Linked DNA regions of Mus musculus: region 2 is linked to region 1. The links are chromatin contacts, called in public Hi-C maps. All regions are on one chromosome and are shown on one strand. The core of a region is the stretch at or near the end of the contact, and the rest is flanking DNA. Distances in the headings are between cores, read along the strand shown. Region 1 overlaps Srek1 (splicing regulatory glutamine/lysine-rich protein 1). Region 2 overlaps Erbin (Erbb2 interacting protein).

Region 1 (2,723 bases), core at 159-2,658:
GAGAGTTTAAATTTTATCACTGTTTTCACTCATGTGAAATTGTGGCTCAGGTTTATTAGAAGTAAGGCTTTCTTGTTGCTTTAGTATCTAAGATTAATATTGATTGCTCTGATGCAAATATGGCCAGTGTGGTTCAGCTTAGCCTGCTACACCTCAGGTCCACACCTGAGTTACACAGAAAATTTTTTAATTTGTAGTCAATGCAGATGATTTGGATTGGTAATTGTGTAGAAAGAAAGGCCTCTTCCTTTTGAGAGAGAATTATTTTAGCCAAAAATTTATTTCTGTTTGTTTTTTTAAGGGACAAGAGAAAAGATACCCGAGAAAAGGTGAAGGAAAGAGTGAAGGAGAAAGAGAGGGAAAAGGAGAGAGAGAGGGAAAAGGATCGTGAAAAAGACAAGGAGCGGGGTAAAAACAAAGATAAAGACCGAGAGAAGGAAAAGGACCATGAGAAGGAGCGAGACAAAGAAAAGGAGAAGGAACAAGATAAAGACAAGGAACGGGAAAAAGACAGATCCAAAGAGACAGATGAAAAACGGAAGAAGGAGAAGAAGTCCCGAACACCCCCCCGAAGTTACAATGCATCACGACGATCTCGTAGTACCAGCAGGTTTGGTGATACATAACTTCTGTGTGTGCGTGTAGGTGCACATGCCTGTGGGTGCTGGTGTGTGGAGGTCATAGGGTGACATTGGATGTGATTCATTGGCCAAGACACAGTAGGCTAGGCTGATGAGCCAGTTATCCCTGGGAATCTGCTTGTCTCTGCCTGGACAGTACTGGCATTAAAGATGCATGCTACTAAGTCTGTTTCTGTTAATCATGTGTTGTGCTTTTTCCACATGGGTTCTGGAGGCAGATCTCGGGGCCTCATGCTTGCATGACAAATGCTTTACTGACTGAGCTATCTGTCACTGCACCTTGCTTAAACTTTAGCTAAGAGGGACCGAGGGGGAAAATACTCTATGCAAACATAGTAGTTAGTAACATTACCCTTAATTACAAGTCAGCTTTTCTCCAGCAGAGGGATTGCCGCATCATTGAACCTTCTGGATGAAATATTTGGACACACTTAGCTATCTTTCATAGTGCAATATTTAAATCTGATTAACTTTTTACTTACTATTTTTCTTAGAGAAAGGCATATGATGGGGAGAATGTTTTAAAATGGCTACGTAAAAGTTCTTGTGTGATAGTTGACCTTTGAGACTTTGTTGTGTCTCTAGAGTGGCATGTTACATGATTTCCACATAGTGTGATTCCTGTCTGTCGACTAAGTTAACTTCCAAAATGCTTTACGTATGATGTTTAAGTATTATTCTCTTTTGTTAGTATTAAACGTTAGATCTTTTCCTCCTAGGACTATTTTTTCCACTTATTAATAGATATACTGCCACCAGGTGGCAGCATGTTGCTATGGTAACAGCTACAAAATGAGACACTTCCTCAAGGTTGTTTATACCCTTATCCCAGATGATTCTAGAATGATCAGTTAAGCCTAGTCTTTTAAAAACATTTTAAAATAAATGTCTTAATACATTTTAAAGTTGGTTTTTCATTGCATATACATTGATAAATGAATATATTTCCTAGTTTGAAAAATGTTATTTTACAGCTTATTTTTCACACTAGCCTATTAAAAGATAATAAAAAGCTAATTGTAGTGTTCATTGGATGCTGGTATAACAGGCCAAATTTAGTTCTTAGTTGACTTGAATTTCTCACCTTATTTACTTCTTCCAGTAAGGTTGTGAGACTGTTAGACTGTGGTACTTAAAACTGGCTCAGAACCATGAAGTTGAAAAGAGTAACACCGGTCACAACATGCTCAACATAGAAGCACTGAAGCAGGTTTAAACAGCCTTTTCCCTGGGTATCAGCCTAACCTGTGACTGCACCCTGGGTGCAAGTGATTTTGTTGGTCATGTGGGTGCCTTCATGTTATTGTACCATCCAGATACTCTGCTTCACAGCATCAAATGATTTGAATCCTTTTTAATTAGTAATATAAGTTTATTTTTCCAGAGACTCTGAAATGCTTGTTGGCTTTCTTCCATTGCGTGTTCATGCTCACTAGCTTAATACCCTTTCTCTCTCTCTCTCTGGCTTGCTTGCTCGCTCGCTTGCTCTCTTACTCTCTATTGCTCCTGCTCTCGCTCTTTTTAGACGGTCTATGTAGCTCTCAATATATAGAACTAGCTGGCCTCAAACTCAGAAAGATCATGTGACTCTCCAAAATGCTTGGATTAAAGGTGTGTACCACAATGCCTGGCTCCTTTTATGTTGAAGGGACTTAAAGGGTTCAGAGTCAGTCCTGAAGATACTCTTAAAGCTCTGGGACCAGGAGACGAAATGAGCTGGGAAGACTGAGTGAGTGAGTGAGTGAGTGAGTGAGTGAGTGGCTGGCTGTGTGCACACATTGGTTGTCTGAGAGTTCTGTCAGCAGCTCTGGTTGGTTACTCTTTAGTAGGTCTTTCCTCTTCCAATGTTCTGAGTAACTGTTCAAACACATTACTTCATGCTTTTATTTTCAGCATTGTCTCCTAATTTGTATTTTTCAAAGATCGGATACTTAAAAAAATGATGAATGCTTAAAAATTAATGTTATGAAAGGGAAGGAAAGGCAGAGAGTGTAACTCGGTGCTTTTCTACCATGTGTGGGTTGGGTTTGATTTCTCCAGTACTGTTTCTGCTCCCCACAAAAAAAAAAAAAAAAAAAAAAA
Region 2 (2,723 bases), core at 63-2,562, 90 kb before region 1:
CATATAATTTAATGACTTAAACAATTTACAAAGTTGTAAAACCATCACCACAGTTACTTGCAGAATATTTGTATAGCCACAGAAAGAAAAAGAAATGTCATCCTTTTTGTCCCTTTAAGGCTTTGCACGCCCCCCCCCCCCAGCTCTAAGCAACTAGTAAGTACTTTGCCTGTATAGATTTGTCTATTACTGCTCAGTAAGTGGTCTTTTATCGTTTCCTTCCCTTGGCATATTCTCTTGAAGTTCATACTGTGGTAATTCTCAGAACTGCATCTTATTTCTATGGTGTCTGAATAGTATTCTATTGAATTATATCTCAGGTATAAGTGAGACTGCTAAACATAGACAGAACTCTCAGTTTTCTGAGACTAAGTCTCCATAGCCCAGATAGTCCTGGAGCTCACTATGCAGCCCAAGCTGGTGTAACTCGTGATACTCCTCCTGTCTTAGCCTCTTGCATGCTAGGTGTATAGCTGTGAGCTACTGTGCCTCGCTGAACTCCACGGTGGCTCTGGTTCTCCCTTAACTCCAGTTCCAGAGGCTCAACACCCTCTTTTAACCTCCATGGTTATCACACACACACACACACAGTCATACATTCAAGCAAAACATTCATACACAAGAAATAAAAATAAATCTATAATGATATGAATAGAGATTGAAAACTATTTCATTAAAATAGTATTTTTGTACACCAAGAAATAGAGCTACCATGTGGGTGCTGGAAAATAAACCTTTGTCCTCTGCAAGACAGCAAGTGCTCTTAATTGCTGAGTGATCTCTCCACTATCCATATCTTTACTGTGGCACTTACAAACACATAAAAGTCCTTAGTACTGTTTGTTTCTTTTTCAGAGGAACAAGTTTTGTAAAGCATTTGCTTTAGTTTCATCTTAGTATGTAGGAATGATTTAACTGGCAAGAGAGCTCATTTCCTGCATGACATATGATATTAAAATTTCTATTAATAGTTGATGACTAACAAGTCATTTTCTTTTCTGACACTACTCAGTAGTAGGTAATCTGCAACAACTGTGGCGTATTACAGGAAATAAACATGGAAAATAACAATTCTGTTTTCAAAATAGGTAAAATATTTATAGTTCACATTAATAGTAGTCTATCGTAGAAGCCAAATATAGTTATGAAACTACTCAACACTTAGGCAAAGGCTCTGTTGAGGGACTCCAGAAGTTGAATTTTTGAAAAACAGGATTGTGCTGTGGTCATTTTTGTTTGCCAGTAACCTCACACTCTGGCACGTGACAACTACTGATACAGTGATAAGGCTTAGAGCCAGAAATGATCCATGAGAAGTTTTAATCTGTGGTTACAGTACTACTGTAGGTTTATTGCTGCACTTGAAAAAGTTGAGTCATGCAGCTTTGTCAACCATTTCCATTAACAGGCACTTTTATACATGGTCTGAGCAGTTGCTTCGTTTCCCTGTGATGTTTTTATGATATATTAATTCATTTAAAGAGTCCAAAGTTTAATTCTCGTATTTATCCCTTTTTTCTTTAAACTAGGAATCTGAAGAACTTTCTTCTGATGAAGAAATGAAAATGGCAGAGATGCGACCTCCATTAATTGAATCCTCGATTAATCAGCCCAAAGTTGTAGCACTTAGTAATAATAAAAAGGGTTAGTAATAATCAAAAAGGTTAGATGTTAAGAGGGGGAGGCATTAAGACTAGAAATCACCTAAGTAAGATGTATTAACTTTGTGGAAGTAAATTTCATTGGATGTCACATTTTTGAAACATTCTGAAAGCAAAATTTATAACTGCCTTTCTAAAATGTTGTTCTTATTTCCCATTTTTAAAGAAAGAGATTGGTAGGTCCTCTCCACTCCCATGCAGAGTTTGTTTGTAAGGGCATGTACATTAAAGGGATATAATTCTAGATTATAATTCCATTTCTATTGAGTATTTCCTAGATACATTTTCCTTGTGTGCTTAATTTTATCCATTTATATAGACAAATTTGAATTGTAGTGAGGCCAATGAAGGATTTTGCATATAATACATTGCATAGTTCCTGATATATACGATTTATACTATATAAACATTATTTTATTCCTATCTATTCCAGAATGATAAATATTAAGTGCTTTTCCCCAACTTTCGCCAGCTAATTGTCACCTATGTCATCACACAACTCTTGCGACTTGTGCCTGATCAGCTTGCGCTATCTCTGCCAAATGCTTATCCAGACGGTTGCTTTCATAGAGCTAATGATACTACCAAGGTGGCTCTTGGCCAGCTTGGGTTTATAAGGATACTTAAAAACGATTGAGTACTTTATTTAACAGTTGCTTAGGTACTAGGCAGTTGTTACTTAGCTGTTTAACAGTTGGTTGTAGTAATAGCCCCATAAAAAGTACTTCAAAGGCTGTCTAACATTATTTTTTACACATTAAGGAACTAAGACTCAAGTACCTTGAGGTTGGAGTTCCTAAACCATTTGAGCCCTATTTCTAAAAACAATAAACTATCTTTAATCGATATGTGGGTATGTCTGAGTACATTAGACCCTTGAGTTGGCTAGAGTTGACTTCTTTATAAAGAGCTTTTTTACAACTATTTTCAAATTCCTTTTAAACTTGTGCTTTAGTAGATATGAACAGTTTCCTTTTCGTTGTTCTAAACAACCACCTCACACATGGAGAGATTACCACTTTATAAACAGGTCTTTGAGGTGGAGAGATACAGAGGACCCAC

The links. A called contact is a pair of places that touch in the nucleus more often than the background predicts.
Region 2: a contact with region 1 is called in a Hi-C map of granulosa cells, with 2.3 times the contacts expected there. The contact joins two enhancer-like sites. A contact is called at or near these places in 1 of 15 datasets of contacts at CTCF or cohesin (the NIH/3T3 cell line), 16 of 484 Hi-C or Micro-C datasets (CD4 T cells, LSK cells, cochlea and 12 more), 1 of 115 datasets of contacts at active chromatin or transcription factors (embryonic stem cells) and 2 of 9 other capture datasets (adipose tissue and liver).

The regions. Positions count from the first base shown.
Region 1 is chr13:103,750,281-103,753,003 of GRCm38.p6, reverse strand. Srek1 (splicing regulatory glutamine/lysine-rich protein 1) reads left to right here. Exons shown (of 12, transcript NM_001361085.1): 9 at 302-610. Among named protein-coding and RNA genes, the nearest start is that of Srek1, 23 kb to the left of the region's middle. Within about 2 kb of position 1,408, at least 8 of the 459 cell types and tissues checked have an H3K27ac peak or open chromatin away from gene starts, as enhancers often do. A contact at or near this core is called in granulosa cells, where this site is marked.
Region 2 is chr13:103,840,075-103,842,797 of GRCm38.p6, reverse strand. Erbin (Erbb2 interacting protein) reads left to right here. Exons shown (of 26, transcript NM_001289473.1): 19 at 1,530-1,644. Among named protein-coding and RNA genes, the nearest start is that of Gm52054, 67 kb to the right of the region's middle. Within about 2 kb of position 1,312, at least 50 of the 459 cell types and tissues checked have an H3K27ac peak or open chromatin away from gene starts, as enhancers often do. A contact at or near this core is called in granulosa cells, where this site is marked.